Linked DNA regions of Bombyx mori: region 2 is linked to region 1. Evidence: chromatin contacts called from public Hi-C data. All regions are on one chromosome and are shown on one strand. Each heading gives the region's core, a stretch centred on a gene start, on an enhancer-like site or on the middle of the called end of the contact. The rest is flanking DNA. Distances are from core to core; before and after follow the strand shown.

Region 1 (6,727 bases), core at 2,007-4,506:
GTCTACATTTGCCGCTAGGGGCGCTATTTAAGTTAACTTTTACGCTATCGAGAACGTTAAAAAGCTCGGACTAAGTACACAGATCGTGCGTCTCTACCGCTATTTTGTCGTCTTATTTCAAATTTACCGCGCGATTAGACAATTTGATATTGTCTACCGTCATGTCACGATACTGTTTGAAGCTAAACATATTCCTCGACCAGATCCTGCTGGAGAGCGGCGCCGACCCGAACCTGAAGGTGTACAGCCCGGAGGACGCGGCTCAGCTGCGGCCCGCGCTCGCCGAGTACCTCGCCAGCAACGTGCGGCCCCACCGCGACCTGGTGGCCATGCTCCTCGCGCACGGAGCCAGGGTCGGTACCACACTCGCCAACCACTTAAAGTATCAGCTGATACTGAATTTTGTTTGATACCACTTTTAGAATTCCCGGTAAATCAGGAAGGTAGATTAAGCAACAAGCTTCCACAGTGACCACCGCCCGCACAATACGCAGACTACCGGTAGAGTCTCGCCTTGCGTTGCCGAACCTAAGAATGGCACCATCAAGAAGAAACACTCACTCCGCATTTACCTGTTGGTTTTGATGTCTGCATTAATTTTAAATTCAACATTTTTGTATTTAAGAAGGGCTGTCTACTCCGTAATAAAGAGTTTATGGTTGGACTTCTTCCAGGTCATAATGAAAACCCAGTTTCGTGATCCGGATGGCATTCTCAACCACTTACAAAACGTTACTTCAGAGGAATACGAGCATATCTTCTACTTACTTCTGGAAGCCGCAGAAGCCTTCGACCTCTGCATGATCAAGAGGAACAGTATATTAAACGCAGAACAAAAGCAAAAACTAATTGAACGCGCCAAAAATCCAATATCCCTATTGGCACAAGTCAGGATATTCCTCCGGAAACAGTTCGGCCCCTCCTTCCCCCACGCGGTCAAAACTATGGAAATACCTAAAACTCTTCACCACTACCTGCTTTTTGAATGTCGTTAAATCGTAAATTATCATTAATTTTTGGACAAAATAATCAGGGATGTGGTCCTTTTAGGTGGCCGAGCGCGATAGGTGCCTTTGTCAAATTAAAATTAAGAAGGTTGTTGGTGCTGCCACATTTATATTACTTTCCTTGTACTGTAGGAGTTCCCATTATTTTATGGGAAATTAAAGATTTGTAAAATTGTAACGCTTAATTTCAGATCGTGGACGAAACATTATTTTGTTAGTTTTTTTATTTCGATCTCGACAATATTTACATTTTTTTATATATTATGTTAGATCGAAACATGTTTCATTTTGAGACGTATTATAAGTATCTACATTTTACTATAAAGTATACATATCTTTTATATTAAGTTTTTAGTAGTAAAACACGACAGGAGACAATTTTTGTAAAGAAATTATTGGAATCCTATACATTTTTATAGTCCTGTTCGTTACTCAGATTTGGTATGCAAAATGCATGGATTCATTTTTGTATAGAAATAAAAAAAATGGGGCATGATTTTAATTTATTCCCAAAAATAGTTTTCATCTTAAAATAAATTTTATACAACAAAATCTAAATTGTTGCTTGTTTTTTGTCTTTTTCTATTATTACCTTACTATATAATGTATTATTTCAATTGGAACTGGAAATTTGAGTAAATACTAAGTATATGTATAAAATATTTACCATGTTATTTACCTATAGTCTGAAAACACATTTCTATGTGATATTTTGTGATTTTATATTTATATTGTAATATCTTAAATAATAATAAAAAGCGATGTTATTAATAAGTTAAGTACTTTGTTTATCCTCCGACAATATTTTAAAAATAAACGAGTGTAAGGTTATTAAGTTGTTTCATTGCCTACAATGATAAACAGAGTAGGTAAGTTATGTTCGTGTTTGTGAACAAGAAGGCAGCTAAAGTATTAATCATTAATACTAGTACAATAAAATAAAAAGATAGAAAGCTCAACTTTGAACACAAAAGTTATACTTTCACGATTCGGATACCAAATGAATCGTCGATGATGTTAGTTAGGACACGCAAGTAGAAATACTTCTTGCAATACTTTTAAGTACACAGATTTTGTAATTGTTTTTCTTGCGGCAAAATTAGGTTACTCATTCACACTTCAATTATATTAATTTAACCGGCTCCACGACTAACACTCAAGGTTCCAACCTTGAGTACGATTAGGATTTTTTTTTTTTAAAAAAGGGTTCAACAATGAAGGGATTTCAGATCCTTTTTGATTTGATAATTTTTCTGCATTAGGTAAAGAAAACTATTAAGATGAACTCGTTTTTTTAAAGGTGGAGATTGTTCGAATCAAATTTAAGTGCAAACGGAATATGTCCCTTTTTATTGTCTTTGTAGTAGTGTTATCAACACTCGTTTTAAGAAGAATAAGACATTGCGCTCAGGAAGCATCGTACAGAAAAGTTATTTCCAAAGCCAGATGGTGTATGGCAAAAAAGATATTACATAAAGATATAAAAAAGTACTATGAATTAACTCTACTACGGTGACATGGGGTACCATGGTGGAAAAGAGATGAAATATATTATGTGAAAACAAATACCTAGTTGCTTAAATATTTCTAAATTCGGAAAAAACAACCACAATACAGGCAGCACCACGTTGTTCTGACATCAAAATTTATTGTCACAGTTGCCAGATGGGGGGGATTCCCTGCAAATTTGGGGGGTTTTTCGACTCTGGGGGAGAAAGATTCTTTGGGGGGACATTCGGGGGGAAAAAGTTAGTTGGGAGAAGTTTCGGAGGTTTTTTGAGTATCAATTTGCAATTACTATTAGAATAATTATAGTCTACTATACTATTTACAAGTCAATATTATAAAGGACAAATAATGCAACCAAATAGCAATAGAAACTGCCGAAGCGGTTCTCAGGATTCGATCTTCACTGCCAAATAGATGTATAAATTTTGTTCCCACATCGGACTTGTTAAATATCTTTAACTTCGAAAACGAGTATGCTTTAAATAATAATAACGAAAGTGAATATGATCGTGATAATTGCTTAGAGATGGTTGAAGTTATAGGGATAGCTTGATTAAAAAATAAAAGAATCCTTTTGGTTTTTTATTTCTTCTTTAAAATAAGTAAAAACTGTTTTGGGGGTTTTTTTCTTCAAAAAGCCTATTTTCGGGGGGTTTTCGAAAAAAGTTGGGGGGAAATTCGCACGGTCATCTGGCAACACTGTTTATTGTTGTGAATTTACATTTTACGTGACAGTTGTGTTGTGACTTGCATCTTATTTATTCTGCTACATTAAGTGATATTTCCTTATTTCAATAATCATCACAGTGTAATGGCTGACAAACAGAAAGTAGACCTTGGTTTGCTAGAAGAGGATGACGAGTTCGAAGAATTTCCCGCGGAAAGTACGTAAACCTCCAGATGAAGAATATTAAGAAATTAACAAAAAATGTTTTCATTCATTCTATTTTAATTCAAATTTTCTTGTAGATTGGGGTACAGAAGACGCTGATGATGAAGATGTATCGGTTTGGGAAGACAACTGGGAAGACGACGTCATCCAAGATGATTTTAATCAGCAGTTGAGGTTAGATCTTAAAGATTTCTGTTACCTTCATATGGGCCCAATTGCTGTCGTATTTGATTCTTCTTCTTAATCGCATACCCCATTGCTGAAGGTCATGTCCCTGAAAGGCCTTCGTGGCTCTTTGTACCATCAGCTTCCATTTCGTTCGGTTTTCGGCTTCTCTCAGGGCGGTCGCAACAGAGAGTTCGATCAGCGCGGTTACCTGATCCGACCAACAGTTCGGCGGCCGGCCGGCTGTCTTTTCCCTTCTACCTTGCCCACTACAGACAATTTTTCAAGGTTGTTTGGTGGCCGCTGAGAAATATGACCAAAGTAGCCAAGAACCTTTTGGTAGCAAATCGTAGACAGTATTGTTTCTGATTAAATTTAGAATAATAAGGACCAAGCTTCTGTTCTCCATTATATATTTATGCTATCTGAATAAATGTCCATGTTTTTTTATTGCTTACATGGGTGGTCAAGCTTACAGCCCACCTGGCGTTAAGTGGTTACTGGAGCCCATAGACATCTACAACGTTAATGCCGCCCGTGTAATGTCTCAGTATTGTTACAACGGCTGCCCTACCCTTCAAACTGAAATGCTTTACGGCAGAAGGGTGGTGATGCCTACCCGTACATACTCACAAGAGCTCCTATCACCAGTAAATTCTAAGCGAACACTACTGATGTGACTTCATTTAATATTATAGTACAGTAAGCTATATTTTAAGTTCTAGAACTATTTAAAACCCAAACCTTAAAACAAAATTTTATAAATTTATATTTTTAATTTGTCTCGTGCCTCGAACGCACCTAGTTTTTATTTTATTTTACAGCAGGAACATGCCTCTTGTTTGCTCTAAATATTATTAAATACCTTTATGTTGATGTTACAGCAATCAATCTTTAGTTGAAATGTCATCTAGTACATACAATTAGCATTGAAACTTGTTTCAAATTTATAAATCTTGTGTAAAAAGATAGATTGAATATTTTTTATAAATATTGATATTTCTGGTTATATAAGAGTATGCACTTAGTATCAGTAATTAAAGCACATAGAGACCATAATAGGAACTCAATTGGCCACTCTGAAATATAATACTGAAGTCTAGTTTGAGTTAGATACATGCTTTCCATAGAAATCAGCCTCCTTTAGTACATTGCTGCAGGAAGGCACGAATGGGACGATCTGCGCTGGTTTGCAATGACTCTCATGTACTGTATAATCTTTTAAGATAATTAGTTGTTGGTACTTATGTTTCTAACATTATTAGTCATTACATATGATGAGTATGGACTGCTGGAGAGCAGTTACCAAATGTAAATTATATCTGAAACAATTTTATTTCATTTCAGGCAACAACTGGAAAAACTGAAGGATCAGAAATCTTAATTTTAGCTTAGTTGTAATTAAATAATAATAAATGTGATTTTTTACAAACAGTTTTATTTTTAGAACATCCTTTGAAACATTAGTTACCTGGATACATGTTTTATTGATAGAAGATCACAGTTTATCTTGAACAGCATCTAACATATTTTGTAATGAATTGTTCAATACTGCCTCTCTCTGAATAAACCACAATGAATAAAAGTTCATAGATGGAGTGCTCTGTATTCGACTCCATTGTCCACTTTGAGATGAGTCCCAGTTCTATAGTACAACAGTCACTTTCCCACACTTATTTTTTTAGTCAAAGCTTATCATATGTTATCTCTTGAACTCATACTCTTCATTCACACAGTTAATCCAATTCTCTTTAAGACACTCCCTCCTCACCTCAAGGTAAATAAAATAAATATTAAAATTGATGGCTCTGGCCCTATCACTTGCTACTGTGTTCGAGGGAAGACTTGCATGTGTGTGCGTGCATGCAGTTTATGAATGAAAGATCTACCCTCACTGTAGCAGCATGGTTGCAACCGACACAACATACAAATCAGACAGGTCCACTGACTGAAAAATTTGCTACTCAACTCTTCTCGTATAAACTCAATAAAATCATGATAGCAGCTTGAATTAATTATCAGCTTAATGTGCCTCTCTGCTATCAGAGGAGTGCCATCAATGTTGCATGACTCACCGACCAAAACTGTAATAATAAGTGCTATTTAATTTTTCAGGTACTTTATTATAAAAATAGCTTAAAAGACAAAAATATAAAAAAGATTCTTAACAACTTTTCATCACAATAATACTATGATTTCTAAACAAATTCTATTACTCAACTACGATTACTCATGTTGTGCTTTTGAAATATTGGGAACCAAATGGACTCATTACTCCCATTGTGGCTTCCAATCTATCTAATATACAATATTGCTGTTTAGTGAAATTTATGAACAATGTATTTTTGACTACTGTAGATATAAACATGTATATCAAAGCCACAAGATCTTGACATTAAAATAGAGAAAATGAACATTACAATGTATTTATGTTAGCTTTGGTATAACAGTCTTCAAACGGGAACATACAATTGTTCTACGAAAATTAGACAAGACTGTGACTGGTGCAAGCAAGCTTATACACTAAAATGGTTCACATAATTTAGGAATTAATGTAAAAATAAAAAAATACAAGAAATAATGTGTTTGGATATATAACATTTAATTGATTAGTTGAAATAGAAGTTATTGTCTAATTGCTTTGACTTGGGACTGTATGAATAATTTACATTCATCTTAAATTGGTTATTGTTAGCAATATTTAAAGAAAAGTAGTTTTCGATTGTGCTCAGATTTAGGCACTGAGTATTGTGTAAGTTAGTGACAAACCCTTCATTCAATAAATTAGATTTTTTTGTCACCTTGCTTACTGCACCCTTCTGAAACAAAACTTGCAGTTATCTAGAAGTGTATGGCTGCATCATTTGTCCTGAACTGATACTGCTCGTGGTCGTGAGCGGGCTGCGTGCTGGCGTCCTCCTCCTCCATAAAGTAGGAGTCCAGGATGTGGATGCTCTTCTTGTAAATCTGTTGGTTCATAATTCTCATCAACTGGAATATACTCAACTGCTGTCTTAAAAATATTATTCTGAATTTATTATGGTAATTAATTCTATAGTTGCGAATCGTGTTTCGAATCATGATAGATTAAGAAAATCCTATTTATAATCCTATATAATTGGTTAAGAATATTTGAATATTTTTATTGCTTGTC
Region 2 (6,727 bases), core at 2,248-4,747, 56 kb before region 1:
ACATGTTATAGTGCTCGGGAAGCACCGTGGAGAGGAGCTCATTCCAAAGCCGAATGGTACGTGGCAGAAAAGATTTGTGGAAACGCACTGTGGATGAACGCAGTGGCTCCAGGGCTCCAGGTAGTATGGATAAAATCAACTCCGGTGGCGGGCAGTGCAATGGTAAAATCGAGATGATGGGATCATCTCAGACAATTTCTCAGAGCACTCCCCGTGGAACATACCGTACAAAATACAGACAGAACTGAAGTCCCTCCACAACCCAGAGGTTCCAAACGATCCCAGAGAATGGGATTATAGACAACCCAAACGGCCCTCTTCTGTATGTTTTTTTTTTGTTGCTTAGATGAGTGGACGAGCTCACACCCCACCTGATGTTAAGTGGTTACTGGAGCCCATAGATATCTACAACGTAAATGCGCCACTCACCTTGAGATATAAGTTCTAAGGTCTCAGTATAGTTACAACGGCTGCCCTGCCCTTCAAACCGAAACGCATTATTGCTTCACGGCAGAAATAGGCGGGGTGGTGGTACCTACCCGTGCGGACTCACAAGAGGCCCTACCACCAGTATTTACGCAAATTAAAATTTTGCGGGTTTCATTTTTATTACACGATGTTATTCCTTCACCGTGGAAGTCAATCGTTAACAATTGTTGGGTACATATTTCATTAGAAAAATTGGTACCCGCCTGAAATTCGAACATCGGTGCATCGCCTCAACACGTAAGCACCAGACGTCTTATCTATTAGGCCACGACGACTTTTAGAGTCAAATGAAAGAAGTCAAAACTCGTGTTTTATGTTTCTAGCTTTGTTGGTGACCATGCATGATGGCGACCACTTACTACTGCGGGCCGCAACCGCGTCTGTTTTCAACACAATGTGCGTGCGGGCTTCCTTCGGGCGCTCGTTGGGGCCTTGTCGAACAGGTGCGAGCATGCAATGTACGATCTAATACAGACTGTTTTCTACACAACTTACCCTTCACATATCCACGGCAAACGTCTCCGGCGAACTCTGAACTTTACATTATGATTAATCTATTTAGTTGTATTTCTTTTGGCGATTTCATTCTTCCGAAGCCGTATGTACTTAACATATTATTATCGTATTGAGGATTGACTACGCGGCCTAAAGGAATACTGACGCCCGGTATAATCGTATCGACCTAGCAATCAGCTATAACATCGCTTTGTTCGTGTTATAGTTTACTGGCCAGCATTATAATCGTCCGTCCGGTACTGGTACTGGAGCAATAACTTAGAATGACATCAGTCTCCTCGATCTATTACCACTTTCACCGTCATTTTATGGACAGTAGTTATAATTATGTTAGTCGTAATAGTTTTGAATCTTCATATTACGTTGCTGTGATGGAAATGACTCCTATGCCTCCGTACATGTGGCTGTATTTACGTTATAGATCTTCTCCGACCACATAATGACCTGTATCAAAGTAATCGTATTTTCCAGTTAAATTGTAAGATCCGGTTTTAACAGATACTCAGGGCTGATATATCAGGGTACGCCTAAAGTTTCTGGACTCCAATGCCACGCTGGCCGCGCTTACCTCAAGTATCGATCTCATTTCCTTGTATGTGCATGTTTATTTAAATTAAATTAGTAAAAATGATTTATATTCAAACAAAAACTAAAAAACCTAATTTACGAAATAATAGCTCATAAATCACCAGCAAATATACCAACAGTCAACAAGCCAAATCTGCAATTTAATCGGAAAACCCTCATAAACTAATTACTAATCAATCTCAACGTAATCTGAACATAGACTATAGCGAAACCGACGCAATTTCCGTTTCCCTGGCTCGTCTGGTCGAACAGCGTCGATTCTAATTTTCACGAGTGACGTAACATCATATTGCTATGGTGGAAGTCTGTAGTTTCTATTAACTCGTTACAGGGGGTTTCAAGCGACGGTGAAAGTTGCTTATGGTGTAGTCAGCTAGAGAAATATACATTTTCGTGTATTAACTTATTACGGGCAGGCATATGTTAGAAGAGCTACAAACGTGACTTACATAATCTAGATTATGGCAGTAGGAACTGAATAACTGACAGTCAATACGCAGAGTAAGTCAATGTTTTACCAATGTAATAGAGATTGGTGATGTCTATAGGCATATGTGTGTATGTATATACTTAGCTCGTCTATCTACAGAAATAAAATTAGAAGGAAGTTCATTATAATTAATTAAGTAGATGCAGGTAAATATGAAAATGTCGACTCGGTTCATAACCGCGTCAATATCCTAAAATATATTATTATTAGAGGCGACTCCCTCTTAAGTCAAAGTCTATGGGCGGAGCCATTGACGACGAGCACTCACGTGGACTCGTGACGTCATCTGGAGGGGCAACTCGTCATCTGGAGGGGCAACCGACCGACCAGCGGGGACATCACGCCACCTCGGATCACTTTTGCTAGCAGCACGCGCAGCGTTCACTTGTCTTAGATTTAATATTCTGTGTCGATCGTTCCTACCCACTTTTGTATTTTTTTATTTATTTAAATTATTAAGCCGTTGCTAAAATTATTTAAATCAAATTCTACCAGCTTCCTCAACAAGCCATTTAATATTGCAAAGTAGTTTATTTCAATAAGTTCTTTTAAAGATATAATTACTATGTACTTCAGCAATTACTGCTGTTATTTACTGTAAGGAACACTTTGACATTAAATTCAAATCTGATGCATTAGAAGTTAATTTGAGTTTTGTCGACTTACGGTGTTTTCACTACTAGCAATCAATGTCTTAAACAATTATTACTGTGGACAATTACAATACTTTGGTTAACAGGACCACAGGATCTCGTGTAAACTTTAAGTTACGTGCATTTGAATTGAGAGCATGCTTTTGCACGCAGTCTTGATCCTACGATATCTTCTGTTACATAAGTTACCCGTTTACAGAGGCATTAAGGTATAATATAATAATCATAAAGCATAACTATTGGCCATCTGAGGAAGTTCATGTTTCGTAAATCCGAAGCGAAAACAGTTGATGGATGCCTTTCGCGCTTATACTTTATATTCCGAGTTTTATATGCAATTCAAATTAGTTTAAATAAGAGCTAAACGCGGCTTATCGTTTAAATTCAAAAAGTCTATTACTCTATTGTGAGTTTCGATATCAGTAACTTAACACCCTGTACATGTAGGAACATAAGCATAATGTTGTCGAATAGGGGTTATCCTAACTTACAGCCCAGAGGAAAACATGAGTCCAAGTGAAGATATCGGAACAACTATAGAGATATATCACAGCAGAGCTGTCAGCTACAGTCAAGGAGCACTCAATGAGCTGCATGAAAAGAGTCACAAACCTAAATAAAGTAATACCCTTGAAACAGGAAGATACAAATTTTCCGCTACAAATATAAGCGAGTCGGGAACGATGTGTGTTGTAGGATCCCAACCGAACCCCCACACTACGTCGGCGACATTCGCGTACCTACGTACGTAGCGATACCGGTTTAGTGACGCCACGCGACCTCCAACCGTGACTTTTACCTAGAACCCGCTTTATATTACTGCTATTGTACTGTTTCATTTGACTGTGCTTTTTACGCTGAATTTTTTTACTACTAGATGACTAGAAGCATGATATGAGTTTTTTATTATGACAAAGTAACCGTCCGTCGCAATCTCTGAAGTGGCGAACTTTTTTTTATTTATTAGTTCGGTGGACGAGCTCACGGCCCACCTGGTGTTAAGTGGTTACTGGAGCCCATAGACATCTACGACGTAAATTCGCCACCCACCTTGAGATATAAGTCCTAAGGTCTCAGCATAGTCACATCAGCTCACGGCAGAAATAGGCAGAATAGTGGTACCTACCTGCGCGGACTCACAAGAGGTCTTGCCACCAGTAATTACGCAAATTATCATTTTACGGGTTTGGTTTTTATTACACGACGTTATTCCTTCACCGTGGAAGTCAATCGTGAACATTTGTTGAGCACGTATTTCATTAGAAAAATTGGTACCCGCCTGGGATTCGAACACCGGTGCATCGCTAGATACGAATGCACCGGACCTCTTATCCCTTAGGCCACGACGACTTTAAATCGGGTCGGGGTATTACTGGCAGAGTTTGATGTTGCTACCGATTGAGCTGTCATCCTGTTTAAACGACAGGGTACTCATTATTTTAATTCAATCAATACTTCAACAACGGCTTTTGAGGAGAACGAAAAAAAAACCACAACATTTTGATTAAATCCTGAGTAAAGATGCTTAGAAACAATTCCCTTTGGCGTTGCAATAAAAAAAAACAAAAAAAATTGAAATAATCATTTGATTTATAAATAAAGAGTAACAAATAGTTTTTTTTTTCCGTTTAGATTTATTAATCATGGGACATTTATAGCACACACCGCATTCCTTAACACAAACTGACTGAGTCACAACCGGTGCTCAATAAAAACCGAGAGGACAAACATTAATCCTAATATAAAAATGGATCAGAAGTATATGTAACACGTAATATAACACGTAGTAGATCTTTGGAAGTTTTCGCGGCATTAAGGTTAAAGATCCCGGTGTGTTCCCGTATTAAGCGATGATGCTATGCCAGGGTTCACATCCAACAGGCAGGTAGGTCCTACTTAGCAGATATTTACGAACACCCTTCACAGTAAAGGAATTTGTTATGAAATGAACATCAACCCAGCAAGAGATTATAGTATAAAAAAATATCGGTTGTCTGTATGGTCTGTAAAATCAAACCCGCAAAATTATAATTTGCGTAATTACTGGTGGTAGGACCTCTTGTGAGTCCGCGCGGGTGGGTACCCCCACCCTGCCTATTTCGGCCGTGAAGCAGTAATGCGTTTCGGTTTGAAGGGTGGGGCAGCCGTTGTAACTATACTTGAGACCTTAGAACTTATATCTCAAGGTGGGTGGCGCATTTACGTTGTGGATGTCTATGGGCTCCAGTAACCACGTAACACCAGATGGGCTGTGAGCTCGTCCAACCATCTAAGCCATAAAAAAAAAGTCGGTTTACTGACGATAGTTGAACGTAACAACGTCATAAGGAAATACTGATGGAATGGTTTCATTTTTCATAAGAAAATTTTAATTTTATTTGTTTGATAGATATTTTGTAAGGACAATTCATACCGGATGATAAGTGAATACCGGAGCCCATAGACATCTACTACGCAAATGTCGTCACCCACCCTGAGATAAGAGTTCTAAGGTCTCAAGTATAGTTACAACGGCTGCCCCACCCTTCAAACCGAAACGCATTACTGCTTCACGGCAGAAATAGGCAGGGTGGTGGTACCTACCCACGCAGGCTCACAAAAGGTCCTACCACCAATAATTTCTCTGATCTACGAATTTCGATGACGAAAATATTACAAAATTATAAAACAGAATATATGGGTATGAAGTTCTACTGTCTATATTTTCTGTTGTAGGGTTAAAACAGTAAACTAGTAGAATTAATTGAAGAATAAATAAGTTGAAATACTTCCATCTTGATTATTTAAGTTGCATGTATTTATTTCCCCGTCTTTTATCCAACACAATTGAAACTTTGTGGTTGCTGTTGGAACACCATGGAACGTTTCTTATTGATACTCAGCAAATAAAACTACGCATAGGGATTAATTATGAACTTACAAAAAGAGAATTAACTCGACCACATGCAATGGAAGGAGCTAGTGACATCATATCCGGTTGCTAGTAACCGGAGTTAACCAATTGTGGGAGTACAGTTTTTTTTAATGGTCACACTTTTTTTGACAATACTTACTATAGCTTGTTATGTCTTAAGTACGACAGGTTATGAGTTCGATATTGGGCACGTGTCGACTGTCGTGCACAGAACGGTTGGTTCTATTTCACACTCATTTTTTCCTTTTTTTTAAAGTCCATTCCGCGAACGAGTCAAAATCCCACGTATGTTTTTGTTTTTATTGCTAAACGTGTGGAAGAGCTCACGGCGCACCTCGTATTATATGGTTACTGAAATCCATAGAAATCAACAACGTTAATGCCGCCCCGCCCTTCAAACCGAAAAGGATTACTGCTTGGCGCCGGAAATAGGCAGGGCGGAGGTGATACCTACCAGTAATTACGCAAATTATAATATTATTCCTTCACCGTGGAAGTCAATCGTGAACATTTGTTAAGTACGTATTTCATTACAAAAATTGGTACCCGCCGGCGGGATTGGAACACCGGCACAGTTGCATCGCTCGATATCAGTACACCGGCCGTCTTATTCTTTAGGCCACGACGAAATAATCATTAGATTAATTTCAATTTGATCAAATTCAAATATAACTACGTCAATTCTAGGTACAGCATTTATTTAATACAACATTTTGTATTCCAAAATTGCTCATCGACCGATACGTGTAAAATATAAATAAATAATAGAATAATATACTTCTACAACTAGAAACTCGTTTGAATAATATGCATGTTAGTTACGAAACAATATAAAGATCTCGCTTCAATGATTAGTGGTCCTAGTACACAACTAGTTATGTTAATCTATTAATTTATTCATTCAGAGAACTACTACTCATTGTCGAATGAATAAACTATTAACGTATCGTACGATAAACTATTTTACACATACTGTGTTTGTTTAGTGCGACTTTTTTAACGTTCTCGATAGCGTAAAAGTTAACTCAAACTGCGCCCCTAGCGGCAAACGTCGGCAAACATTGCTACTGCATACAA

Evidence for each region. A called contact is a pair of places that touch in the nucleus more often than the background predicts.
Region 2: a Hi-C map of middle silk gland shows a contact between it and region 1, with 1.9 times the contacts expected there. The contact joins the enhancer-like site here to the promoter of LOC101735482 in region 1. A contact is called at or near these places in 2 of 7 Hi-C or Micro-C datasets (middle silk gland and whole pupa).

What each region holds. Positions count from the first base shown.
Region 1 is chr23:15,971,627-15,978,353 of ASM3026992v2, reverse strand. LOC101735482 (26S proteasome complex subunit SEM1) reads left to right here and starts at 3,256. Exons shown (of 2, transcript XM_062675310.1): 1 at 3,256-3,400; 2 at 3,486-5,005. The coding sequence starts at 3,328. The coding sequence ends at 3,652. LOC101747136 (importin subunit alpha-5) reads right to left here. Exons shown (of 12, transcript XM_062675305.1): 11 at 6,375-6,540; 12 at 3,231-5,657. The coding sequence ends at 6,415. LOC101735343 (ankyrin-3) reads left to right here. Exons shown (of 10, transcript XM_004930674.5): 9 at 204-353; 10 at 675-1,838. The coding sequence ends at 995.
Region 2 is chr23:16,027,376-16,034,102 of ASM3026992v2, reverse strand. All of the region lies in intron 3 of LOC101737509 (GTPase-activating protein CdGAPr), which reads right to left. Among protein-coding and RNA genes, the nearest start is that of LOC101737509, 26 kb to the right of the region's middle. Within about 2 kb of position 3,497, at least 8 of the 8 cell types and tissues checked have open chromatin away from gene starts, as enhancers often do.